3 separate regions of the Zea mays genome follow, and all the other regions are linked to region 1. A link is a contact called in public Hi-C data. All regions are on one chromosome and are shown on one strand. Each heading gives the region's core, a stretch centred on a gene start, on an enhancer-like site or on the middle of the called end of the contact. The rest is flanking DNA. Distances are from core to core; before and after follow the strand shown.

Evidence for each region. A called contact is a pair of places that touch in the nucleus more often than the background predicts.
Region 2: a Hi-C map of tassel shows a contact between it and region 1, with 2.3 times the contacts expected there. The contact joins the promoter of LOC100282508 here to the promoter of LOC100283442 in region 1. A contact is called at or near these places in 3 of 25 Hi-C or Micro-C datasets (ear, endosperm and tassel).
Region 3: a contact with region 1 is called in a Hi-C map of tassel, with 2.0 times the contacts expected there. The contact joins the promoter of LOC100285547 here to the promoter of LOC100283442 in region 1. A contact is called at or near these places in 2 of 25 Hi-C or Micro-C datasets (endosperm and tassel).

The regions. Positions count from the first base shown.
Region 1 is chr7:142,015,713-142,019,768 of Zm-B73-REFERENCE-NAM-5.0, reverse strand. It overlaps LOC100283442 (glucan endo-1,3-beta-glucosidase A6), which reads left to right and starts at 2,005. Exons shown (of 3, transcript NM_001156343.2): 1 at 2,005-2,156; 2 at 2,294-3,622. The coding sequence starts at 2,090.
Region 2 is chr7:141,827,096-141,831,583 of Zm-B73-REFERENCE-NAM-5.0, reverse strand. It overlaps LOC100282508 (60S ribosomal protein L32), which reads left to right and starts at 2,027. Exons shown (of 4, transcript NM_001155417.2): 1 at 2,027-2,198; 2 at 2,332-2,421; 3 at 3,193-3,374; 4 at 3,509-3,842. The coding sequence starts at 2,332. The coding sequence ends at 3,638. LOC100282031 reads left to right here. Exons shown (of 6, transcript NM_001154944.1): 3 at 385-447; 4 at 881-971; 5 at 1,049-1,153; 6 at 1,422-1,702. The coding sequence ends at 1,498. LOC103632987 (a long non-coding RNA gene) reads right to left here. Exons shown (of 3, transcript XR_556256.3): 3 at 4,157-4,488.
Region 3 is chr7:141,800,951-141,805,360 of Zm-B73-REFERENCE-NAM-5.0, reverse strand. It overlaps LOC100285547 (BHLH transcription factor), which reads left to right and starts at 2,526. Exons shown (of 8, transcript NM_001158438.1): 1 at 2,526-3,150; 2 at 3,256-3,486; 3 at 3,599-3,664; 4 at 3,761-3,829; 5 at 3,917-3,991; 6 at 4,087-4,287; 7 at 4,385-4,410. The coding sequence starts at 2,863.

The sequences.
Region 1 (4,056 bases), core at 756-3,255:
GACGGAAGATCGTGAAATTTGTGACCAGTTGATGCGTGCTGAAGGAAAAAAGATGCACATCTCATTTCTAAAGAATTAAAGTTTCTTAAATTTAACTGTATTTATAAAAAACATTAAGCATGTTAAAATTTTATTTTCAAATATACTTACTATAATAATATATTTTTATAATAAAGGAGTCTTAATGCGGTACAACCAATAAATATTTTGCTGCAGTTGATGTGGTGGTTGATGGGTTATTGGTGTTGTCAGAAGAAGAATTCTTCCTCGAAATGGCTTGTTTAAGAAGTGTTGTAGTGTTTTTTTGGACCATTGCATGTTATCGTTGAATTGTGAACTTACTATTTTGTCGCGGAGATGTTTTGTTACTATGTATAAAATGTTTAACTTAGATACATTTGAAATATTGAAATGTTATGTTGATCAGATTTATATGTTGGAATTTCGTGAATTATAATTGTTATTGTGCATTTTATTATGTTTTAATATTTATTTTTATCTAATTATATTATATTATTTTCATAGGATGTCTAAGTCGTGTTTTTCCTGTGTTCCTTTATACGGGCACACGACTGAGTTTGTATAGTGAGAGGCAATCGGTTAAAGCATATGAAATTTAGTGTTAAAAGTTGATTAGAATGGAGAACGAGAGGGATTAACGGCTATTATAGTATTTTTTTAAGAGATGGTGTTTTAGAAGTGGTGTATCTTGGACCCTATTCTTTAGTATTGATGTTTATTAGATCCGCCTAAGAGTGGTATATATTGAATTCTCACAGGTAATATAGATTGGACCCCTATTCTTTAGTAGTGACAGTTATTAAATGGTACTCAGTGGATACTAGTTAGATTAGCTCGATCTATTTGTCGTCCGCTAGTTCATTTTTGAACTAAACCACGACAAATAAAAAAGAATGAAGAAAGTACTTAGCAAGATAATTACAAACTTTGCAAAATCATCACGAAAGATTTGCTATTTTGCACTGGCTTTGGATGTACTCCTTCCATAAAAACGATGTAATTATATGATTTGTGCAAGTCAAAATAGCCTAGTTCTAACGAAGTTTTATAGTGAACAATATTAAGGCCATGTTTGGTTTCTTTAGTCTAGGGACTAAAGTTTAGTCACTGACATGTTTGGTTCTATGGGCTAAAAATAGTAAGAATATACTAAATGACTCATAAGAAGACTAAAATAGTCTTTAACATTCTCCTACTTTTAGTACAATTGAATTAAATGAGGGATAAATGTGGAATTAATATGGTTTAGTCTCTTTTAGCACATATGTGAAAGATTAAAGACAATCATTTTAGTCTATATTTTAATCCTAGTGTTTGGCAAAAAAGAGACTAAATGGGACTAAAAACTAGAGACTAATCTTTAGTCCCTCTAACCAAACACCCCCTAACATTTGTGTCTCCAAAGATAATTAATTTAATTATATTTCTTTTATGTCATAAATGTTAGTGTTTTATATAATTCTGATCAAATTTTAAATCCTTTGAATCATAAAAAACGAACATTGCTTCCTTTTATGAACCGAATAGCAATGCAGGTTCCCAGGCAATTTCCCTGGTTGCATTTACCGTGCAGCTTTTGACCTCGCAAGTCACAATTGACAAACCTCCAAAACCTGAAAGAACTGAAAGAGAAACAGACTTGGAAAGCCAGCTCCCCAAAGCTCCCTCCCCAAGCAGTCAAGCAGAGGATCCAATGCGCAAGACGAGCAACAAGGTAGTGTGATGGGCACTGTTTACAGCCGAACGCTACAATGCACACTTGCACAGCACCTCCTCTCTTTTCTTGTGATTTTCATCTTGCTTTCTCCAAAGCATCATTTTTTTCACCACAGCTTTACCTCATTATTTTTTTGTTTTTTTTCTTTATTGAACCTTCTCAAAGACTCAAAAAGCAAAGGTGTGCCCTAGCCAATGGCTAGTGAAAAGTACTATACCGTTGGCAAACTTTAATTTTAAAAAATAAAGAAGCCCCTAGTTTAACACAATCCGCTCTCCTACAAGAAGACGGCAAGTCGGCAACCCCGAGGTCTCAGAACGCCCAGGCAAACGCCAACATAGCAGAGAAGCCATGGCCGGTCCGCCGCTCTTGAGCTTCCCCTTCTTCTTCCTTCTCTGCGTCGCCGTCGCCTGGAGCGGTAAGCTTGCGCAAGCCTACTCCTATGCCGTCCACCACGCCGTCTCGCACGCCGGCTGAAGGCTGGAGCTATTGTGAACCAAGCTGTGCTGAGGCCTGAGCTGAAAGGCGGTGTCTTTCTTGGTATTACCTTTGCAGAGGCGTATGGGGCAAGCGGTGGCTACGGGCTCGGCGTCAACTACGGCCGGGTGGCGGACGACATCCCTTCGCCGTGGCGCTCCGTGGAGCTGCTCCGCGCGGCGGGGGCCGGGTCGGTCAAGATCTACGACGCCAACCCGGGCGTGCTCCGCGCGCTGGCTGGGACGCGCTGGCCCGTCTCCATCATGGTGCCAAACCAGATCATACCGGACCTCGCCGCCTCTGCGGCCGCGGCGGACCGGTGGGTCGCCGAGAACCTGGTCCCCTACTACCCGGCGACACGGGTCAAGTTCCTTCTCGTGGGGAACGAGATCCTCTCCGACTTGTCCATCGCGAACTCCACCTGGCCACACCTTGTCCCGGCGATGGAGAACATCCACCGGAGCCTCCGAAAGAGGAGCATCAGCAGCGTCAAGATCGGCACCACGCTCGCCATGGACGCGCTCGCCGACGGCGCCTTCCCGCGCCCACCGTCGGCCGCCGCGTTCCGCGCCGACATCGCCGAGGCAGTCGTGCGCCCGCTGCTGCACTTCTTGAACGGGACCAACTCGTACTACTTCGTCGACGCGTACCCCTACTTCGTCTGGGCCGACAACAACCTCACCGTCTCGCTCGACTACGCGCTCTTCCAGGGCGGACGCACACGCTACGTCGACCCGGGCACCGGGCTCACGTACACCAACCTGCTCGACGAAATGCTCGACGCGGTGGTCATCGCGATGGCGAAGCTTGGGTACGGGCACGTGAAGCTGGCCATCGCGGAGACCGGGTGGCCCAACGGCTGCGACTACAACCAGATTGGCGGCAACGTCCACAACGCCGCCATCTACAACAGGAACCTCGCGGCGCGGATGGCTAAGAACCCGGGCACGCCGGTGAGGCCGGGCGCGAAGATGCCGGTGTTCGTGTTCTCGCTCTACAACGAGGACCTCAAGCCAGGGCCGGGCACCGAGCGACACTGGGGACTGTACTACGCCAACGGCACGGCAGTCTACGAGATCGACCTCACCGGACGGCGGCCACTGGGGTCGTACCCGCCCCTGCCGGCGCCGGAGAACAACACACCGTACAAAGGACCGATATGGTGCGTGCTCTCGGCCGCCGCCAGCAACAAGCTGAACGAGACGGCGGTGGGGAACGCGCTGTCGTACGCGTGCGGGCAGGGAAACGGGACCTGCGACGCCATTCAGCCCGGGAAAACGTGCTACACGCCCAACACAACGGCGGCGCACGCCAGCTATGCTTTCAATTCGTACTGGCAGCAGTTCGAGAAGACTGGAGCGACGTGCTACTTCAACAACCTCGCAGAGCAGACTATCAAAGACCCAAGTAAGTGTTTACACACACACACACCCTACATTCTGAAATTACTGCCCGTTTAGTACTCATTTTGAACGACTAGTTTGTTGATTGATTGGCAATGCAGTTACAATCTGTAATTCAATTGACTAAGGCTGGCCTAAAATATAAAAAAAGACGGTAGCATTTCACCAGGTGTGAGAAGATGAGTGATAAATAGGAATTGATCATTGTGAAATGTGAAGGCATCTTGCAGTTTTAGAAACAGACAAACAGTATCAGATAGTCTTTCCTCTTGCGTGTCCCTGGGATTAATACGGAACAATATTCAAATGACCGAGTCTAGGGTCATTGCCATCTGTCGACTAGGATATGTGAAAAATATTAAACAACTGCTATGTTTTTGTGAGCTGGGGTCCATTCAGTGAAGTACTAAAAATAGTTCCCGCGACTTTCACGAGGTT
Region 2 (4,488 bases), core at 778-3,277, 190 kb after region 1:
TGTCTCATCTCCGATTATTGAAGATCTTTTTCTGTATTCAATATTGACCTCTAATGATATTGAACCTTAGCAAGAGGTCTTCAATAACAAGATATAAGATATTCAAGACTTACGTGTTGCTGAGATTGCTGATAAGATTATAGAATTGAACATGCAATTATAGAACAAGAGAATAAATATTTGATACAGACTACCTGAAGGACGGACACTTTGAACTATTATTCTTAAGATCAAAGAAAATAATAGAGATTTGGGACACTTAAAATTGTACCATATGCTAATTGGAGTGCAAAAATTTAGGATCGCATGTGCTGCCATCATTTGCACCAATTATTTTAGGCAGGTTCTTATATTGATGCTATGCCTGGGTATTTTAAAATGCAGTACAAGCCGGAATCATGCAGCATTCAAGCTCACAAAGGTGACAAGGTTAAAGTTCACTACCGTGTAAGTCTACTGCTATGCCTTCTCATCTGTCCCCTTATGTTGCCAAATGTATCATTATTGACAGATGTCCTCCATTGAACTAACTGAATGCTTTTTTACAGTAACTGTCGCACCTATATTGTTTCTCTTAGCTCATTCAGTTCTGGTCTGTATCTGTATGCCATAGGCTTTGTCACCGCCGCCACTAGATTTATTGCCAATTCCAGTTAACAATAAAACATTGTAACTTTTGTTGGATTCTGGAAAGTGGGGCATTTACAATAGTGCATTGTAATATTTTGAAAAATGGTATTATTATCGGTTTTAAAACTTTGAGCAGAACTGTTAATTCAACCACCCTACATTGGTTCAAGAAATTGTGATACTAGACAATACTTGGTGATCACAATAACTATCTTCTGAGTTATGTTCACTTGCTGTGATTTTTTTACAGGGAAAACTTACTGATGGAACGGTTTTTGATTCAAGCTATGAAAGAGGTGACCCGATTGAATTTGAATTGGGCACTGGACAAGTGATCAAAGGTGATTAATTGGCATGTCTACTCTTTGTGTTGGTTGTGTTATGTTTCTCTGTCTGAATTCCTTTATCTACTCTATAGGATGGGATCAGGGTCTCCTGGGAATGTGCGTTGGTGAAAAGCGGAAGTTGAAGATCCCATCAAAGCTTGGCTATGGGCCTCAAGGCTCGCCACCTACTATTCCTGGTATGTTTTTTATATATATTTTCTGCTCTTTGTCTTTTGAGCATACAGTTGCGATAGTCACATTTGGATTATTCAAAACACTCTGTGAGGGTAATCATCACATCGTTTGTGCACGGCAAGAGCACGTAGTGGTTTATCTCCATTATCCTGCTAGCACTGCCACCTGAATGGATTCCTGCAATGCCTAGCACTGCCACCTGAATGGATTCCTGCCTAGGTGAACTTCTGCAGGTCATTGATGTGAGCCATTTTATCTTTCTTCTTGCAGGTGGAGCAACCCTCATATTTGACACGGAGCTTGTCGCTGTCAATGGAGAACCAACCAACCAATCTGACGAGCTTTAGATTCATCAAACAAATGAATCCATTCACCTTTTTACTCGGAACTCAGCAGATGTAATACTTTCCAAGAAATGAGCCTTCATTCCCTGCCACTTTCATAGTTTCTTTCGCTGTTCCACACTGACATCTATGATTTTTGGAGCAAACTCTGATCTGTTTTGACTAGTTTACACGTTTGTGTGTGGAATCTGAAGAGCTGTTCTGAAATGTTACTTTCCTTTTTTAACCATTAGGGCCTTGGTTCAGGCTTCATTTGCATAAATGGGATCCATAAATGATTCGGTTATTTTTTCACTTGATCATCCCAGTGTCGGTAAATAAAAAAGGTTCCGAAAGTTTTCTATGAAATCAGATTTCACAATCCTACACTGTTAACGAACCATCCTAAAATATAAAAATGAACCATCCTAAAATATAAAAACGAAGTTTAGCGACAAGAACTGGACTTCTGGGCTGGATTGGATTAGTAAGAGGCCTATTGGTCTATACACGCTTTGTTGTCTTTCACTGTGTTTAAGGTGGATAGAGCCCATAAACGACCACGCGCCCACGGTGAACTGCTTGTCTAGGGTTCAGGGATAAAAGACCCGCTCCTGTCCCGCAGGCAACTGAGCGCCGGCCCGCCCGCCCGCCCACCAGCCGCCGCCGCACCGCCACCGCGCGACCTCCCTTCTTCGCCGCAAACCGCTCTGGGCGCTTGAAGGTACGGCCACCTCTCACCGCACTCTCCATCCCCACCGCACTCTCCATCCCCACCGCTACCACTGTTTGGTTGGTTGGTGTGGTACACATCCAGAACTGAAATTCCCCCCTTCGCCACCACTGTGTATCCGCAGATGGCGGTGCCGCTGTTGACTCAGAAGATCGTGAAGAAGCGGGTCAAGCAGTTCAAGAGGCCCCACCTCGACCGCTACAAGTGCCTCAAGGTACCACACGATCCCTTGAAGCTCTCATTCTGCGTGCTAAAGAAACATTTGCGCTCATCGTTGGTCCATCTGCCGGCTGCTAGTTAACCTTGTTTTAGGTCCACCTGAACAACTGTCACATGTGCACCAATTTGAATAACTTGGATCCGTTTCAGTTTGGAAGATGCTAGTGACAGCTTGCTGGCTTGCGTTCGATTTAGAATCTTGCTCCAACCGCCCGAAGTGTAAGCTTAGCTTCTGAAGTGCTGGATTAGTATAAAAGCTTTCCTCATTTTAGGATGCGTCCTTTGGTTGATGCAACAGTTTGTGGCCAAGCAATTGTTAAAACTTGAAAGTGACCAAATCCCTCGTTTGTGGAAGTTGATAGTTTTCACCGCTATAATTCCACTTATTATGTAGCTGTGATAAATCAAAAACAATACTGTGCAGTGTAGCAAATGCTCATTACTTCTGACCCAGTTTGCTACTGGGTGAATCAGAAATGCGTCATGCACAATACTGTACCAGTGTAGCTAATTGCCGTTACTTCTGGTCATGTTTGTAACTGGGTGAATTTGAAATGTGTCATATCCTGCCTAAACCTGCTAGAGTTTTTTTTCTGTGGAGGGCCATGAATGAGTCTTGAATATGACTTGTAGGTCCAGCAATAAGTAGACATCCTATAAAAAGATGTGTGCAACTTTCTAATTCGTTGGGTCCCTATATTTATGTCATCTAGCATAAACATTCCTATTAATTTTAAGCTAATTTTACCAATGCTGTTTTCTGCAGCCAAGCTGGCGCAGGCCCAAGGGTATCGACTCCCGTGTCAGGCGGAAGTTCAAGGGATGCACCTTGATGCCTAACATTGGATATGGCTCTGACAAGAAGACCAGGCACTACCTCCCCAACAAGTTTAAGAAGTTTGTCGTGCACAATGTTTCTGAGCTGGAGTTGCTTATGATGCACAACAGGTATGCATTTTTTTGTGGGGGGGGGGGTGGGGGGGGGGGTGGGGGTTCTTCAGTAAACTTGCCTATTTCAGGAGCGCCCCCTTTTGTATCAAAACCATCAATTGTTTACTAATATTTGTATTCCTTCGCAACAGGACATACTGCGCTGAAATCGCACACAACGTGTCCACTAAGAAGCGCAAGGAAATCGTGGAGCGAGCTGCTCAGCTTGACATTGTGGTCACCAATAAGCTTGCCCGTCTCCGCAGCCAGGAAGATGAGTAAACTGTTTCTAGCAGTAGTTTTGGAATGGTGCGGCTTTAGAGGACTTGCTGTGTATGATGATTCAGTTATCATTTCTTTTTGCTTCATGATTCTGAGTACTGTGAACCCACTTGCTATCAGTAGCAACTTAACTGTGGCACTGTTATTATCTTTTACCATCTCAAATACAGCAGTTTTGATATAAAAAAAATGTCTGCATTGGTTAATGTTAATCTGTGTTTTTGTTGGCGCCCAGCAGCCACTGCTTGCAGTCTGTTTTGCACGTGTCAAATTCTCTTCTTGCTGCAAGTGGTGTCCACTGCCTGGGTTCTTAGGCTATCTCTAACAACTTACTCATCTCCATCTTGTTTCAAACTCTACTAGGAAAACGATATCATTTACAATACAAAACTGTGTTTGACATGGTCATATGTACGATCTGCTGTTTATAGCCATACTTCAAAACTTACGATCGTTCTAACTGCAAGTCGCTGCTGGAGACTGGTCTCACCCTGTTGTAACTGTAAGTCGTTGCTGGAGACTGGTCTCACCCTGTGCTTGGATCTGTCTCTTAGAGCATCTCCAATAATACCAATTCTAATCCTTAATTTTTGGAAAAAATGAGAAAACTCTCATCCAACGGATTCCTATCACTTCTATGAATCCTTCCGCACGCGAAAAGAACCTCCTCCGCTGAGTCTGCTCACGACACGGGGGAGTTGAGGGAGAAGCACGGCAACCTGCAGCGGTTGGCGACAATGGTGCGGATGATGCAGAGCAGGTCGGCGTTGGAGTACAATTTTTTTAGGAAATTAAAGGGGTCTGTCAGAGTATAATCTTTTTTCTTAAGGAGCAAAGATGTTTAAGGATG
Region 3 (4,410 bases), core at 1,277-3,776, 210 kb after region 1:
GAAGATCAAGAAAGCTAAAACCATATGTGAATGTTTAGTTGCATATGAGAGCACAGACCTAGCGACTTCAAAGTATTAGAAATTCAAATTCAAAGAATTATGGATTAGATAAAAAGAAAGACATTAGTGACAACTGACAAGGTTACTATGAACCAATCACTGGTATGTTGCATCTGTTCATTTGAACAAATAAGTTTTACTATTACTCGCTCAAGGCTCATGGCAGACAACTTCTTTACTATCAATTTGTGGCGGAAGGATGTGGCCCTACTTCATTTTGCGGATACAAAAGATTGTCTGCCATCTTTGATACTAAAATTACATAAACCACAACATCTTCGATTAACTATTTTAATTTTCTAATTCTTCTTATGACACAACAACTTTTTTGGAGCTACTAAGCATGTCCTTAACAGACCCAAGTAGAAAATGGGATGTGTGCCGCCCTCCCTTCGCTCGCCTCTAGGCAATAGTGCACGAGGCCCATATCTGCAGATCTCGACTCCTTCGTGTCGGTGCCGTGGCGTGGGGTGCCACCACCAGACACGCAGTGAGAGCCACACATGAAATTTGTAAGACAGTGAGGTCGATAGTAATTTGTGTTGTTCGCTTTCATGTAATCGTTGTGCACTAACATTTTGTTGAACAATTTATATACCGTTGCAACACACATGTATTGTGCTATCTATATTTTATACTATTTTTTAGTCTCGTGGCAACGCATGGGCACAGACCTAGTATATATATATATATATAAATTGTAGTAATACACGGACATATGACTAATATATTTTTAACATACCAATGTATAAAGCATCACTTAGTTGAAAACTGTCCACAAATTTTGAAGTTTGAATCACCGTTGCAAAATTGACGCTAGGAAAAAAAAATAAAACTACTACTAGAACTGTAGTCCAACTGAAACCCTTGTAAGGTCTAGTTTGAAAACTTTATTTTTCTAATGGGTTTTCATTTTTCCAGAAAAAAATAGTTTATTTTCTTTGGAAAATTAAAATACTTTTAGAAAATGAGGTTTCTAAACTAGCTTAAAAAAATCCAGTGGTGATTCCGGCAAATGCTACTAACCTAGATTGGTACTCGTTTTGAAACAATGTTGTTATAACGTATATTCCTTCTTATGTACCATCGTGTTTCTTTATACAAAACTTCAGTTGAGATGACACCTTATAGACAACAATTTTTTTCAAATAACTTACGTTTATGAAATACGGTGCTGAGATCAATTAGCTTGAGGTGACAAATCTGCATCGGTAAACAGTAAGTCACCCTGGTTAGTTGTAGAGCTTGATGTTTTAAAGACATTTTTTTTACCAAATGGAGCATTTGACACCGATAAGCTTGAGGTGACAAACATGCATCAATAAAAACACACGATGGCTCGGGGCTTGAACGTTTATCCAACTTGAATTTCTACTAACTATGAGTAATAAAGGTTTGGTTAGATCGTTTGGACTAATAATGATTAATACTAGGGGAGTCAAATGAGTTCTAGAAATTTGAATCCTAACCGGGTAGGTCTAGAACCCTTAGGGCTGGTTTAGTCTAGAAGTCAACGATCCCCCAATTTTTTGTCATTAAATCAGTCCTCAATGATTTAAACATTAACTCTATTAAAAAAATTTAGATCTAAAGTTGTTCTAAAGTGGCTCTGTTTGGAATCACTAGAGCTAATAGAATATATTTGGTTTCGCTTTTGGCTTTGACTTTTGTCCCTTAAAAGCTAAAAGTAAAACTGAAGTCCTGGATTCAAGAAGCAATTTTTTTAATTCTAAAAGTCGACTTTTCTCACGGTGCAAAAAAACACATCTAGACATACCTTTACTAGTTTTTAGATGGAATGTGGAAATATATACGGAAGAACTTTTAATGGTTTCCACCAATTAGTTTTAGCATTTTAACAGCTTACAGCTTATAACAGCTTTTTCCACATCTCACAATCACAATAGTTTTTTTTTCACCGCCACAGTCTCCTAAACAGACCTAATTATTAGTTTTATAGCTAATGAACTAAATGTTAGTTGTGAGGTAGCTAGCAATTAGACGTGGTATTAGCTGATGGTGTTTGGTACCTAACAACTAATTTTTGTAGCTTACCATTAGTTTTATAGCTTACTGTATTCGTTTGACTTTAATCCGTACCGGCTTTTATTGCTTTTACAATATTTTGCATTTATAGATTGTATCTGTAGCAGTCTAAATAACCGTCTTTTAGATGTTCCAAACAGGTTCTAAATAGAGCTACAATACTAACGAGTCAAATAGGTTCTAGGAATTTGGATCCTAATCCAGTAGTACTACAAACTACTCACCCTAAGAGACGGCGTATTTTTATAATTCTTTCACAGTCCAGTGTCCTCTGTCGACACGCTGGAGGGCACCTTCCGTGATGCGTTAGCACAGGGGCAGAAACGTCTTTCTCCTGAGCCAGAAATGCTGGAGCACTGCCCCCCAATGGTGAGCTGCCAGAGACCGTTATTTTCTCGGCCTGCCGGCGCGGCGGCCTCACCTCCACCCGCCCCGTCCCGTTTTGACGGCCCTTTCTCCCCTCTCCTCCGCGAGCGCCGCCGCAGTAGAACCCGGTGGTAACCCACTGCCGCAAGCATCCCACCGCGCCGAGCTACGCGACGGACGCGGCGCGCGGCCCACAACCCAACCGCAGCGGCAACAACCGCTCTATAAAGCAATCCCCCCACCTACCGGCTCCGCGGCCTCGTTCGCTTCGCTTTCCCCCAAATCCACCGCGGGCTCGAGCTCGGAGGAGAGGAGACGAGACGACCCAAGACTTTCTCACCCCCCTTTGCTTCCTGCGCAATTCCTGCGGCAGCGCCTTTCTCTCTTTCAATGGACAGCGACTACGTTGCCAGCCTGCTCATGGGCATGGGCTCATCCGCCCCTGCGCTCGACTTCGCCGCGCTGGACGCCGGGTTCCTCGAAACGCTCTGCGGCGGCGGCGGCGGCCTCTTCGGGGTGTCCGGGGTCGCCGCGGGGGCCGGGTGTGGCGGCGTGTCCCCGGAGGGGTCGTCGGTGTCCGACCCGGCGTGGGCGCGCGCCAGGGGCGATGACAATGTCAGGAAGCGCAAGGCGCCGCCCACGGGGTCCGCCGGCGGCAAGGAAGCCTGCCCGGGCAAGGTGCGGAAACGACCAGCGCAGACTGGATTCTTCAGATACCGAGCGCTTCGAATTTAGCTTGCTGGTTCTTGATGCGCTGGTGCCGTTCTGAATATTGGTTTGCAGGCTGCGGAGGCCAAGGGTCCGGACGGGAAGAGGTGCAGAGTGGGCGGCAGCGACAGCCCGGTGAAGCCGAAGGTAGAGGAGGTGGCGGCGAGCGACGCCTCGGTTGAACTCAAAGCGCAGAAGAAGGGCAAGGGGAAGACCGCCAAGCCGGCAGTCGAACCGCCCAAGGACTACGTCCATGTCCGGGCGCGGCGAGGGCAGGCGACTGACAGCCACAGCCTCGCAGAGAGGGTAAGACACTGCGATTCCACTTGTTTCCTACCGTTTGAGCTGATTTGCAAGATGGAATTCTGCGCTCTGGGTTTGAGTTCACAATCGCGCTTCGTTATTGGTGTCTTGATAGGTTAGAAGAGAGAAGATCAGCCAGAGGATGAAGTTTCTGCAGGACCTAGTGCCAGGATGCAACAAGGTATGGTGATACAGTTCTTGGACAGTGAATTGTTGTGTCTAAGTGTCAGTTGTTGCCTGTAATTGGGCTAATTTGAGGGTGTTTTTCCTATTGTAGGTAGTTGGCAAGGCACTCATGCTCGATGAGATCATAAACTACGTCCAGTCTCTGCAGCAGCAAGTCGAGGTGAGGATTCCACTTCCATTCGCTTACATAACACAAGTCATAGCTCGAGATTCTAACCAATTTTCCTGTTTATTACACTTTTATTAGTTCCTGTCCATGAAGCTCGCCACTGTGAACCCACAGCTTGACTTCAGCAACCTGTCGACACTCCTACACAAAGACGTGAGCCTGAACCATCATTTCTGACGCTCTGTAACCATAGAACAATCCGGCCTTGACACGCCGCAATTCTTTTTTTTTTCCTGGTTACAATTCAGATGTACCAACCATGTGGCCCTTCGGCAAATTCGGTCTTTCCACTGGAAAGTGACGGTGCAGCTTTCCCATTCTGTGACCAAGCGGATCTTTTCCACAGCTTTGGTTCGGGTTCGGCTGCTATGGAGGATCAGTGCTCTCTAAGCCTGCTAGACACGGCTCTGCCCCACGCGGCCAACCCACAGTTCGCTTTTCAAAAGCAGGTGAATGCTGCACGAGGAATCAGCAACCTGTATAGTTAACGGCAGTTAACAAGAATCTTATAATACTAATACTGTTGCCCATGGTTTTATCTCTCAGCAGAGGGACTTCTGGGAGGATGGCCT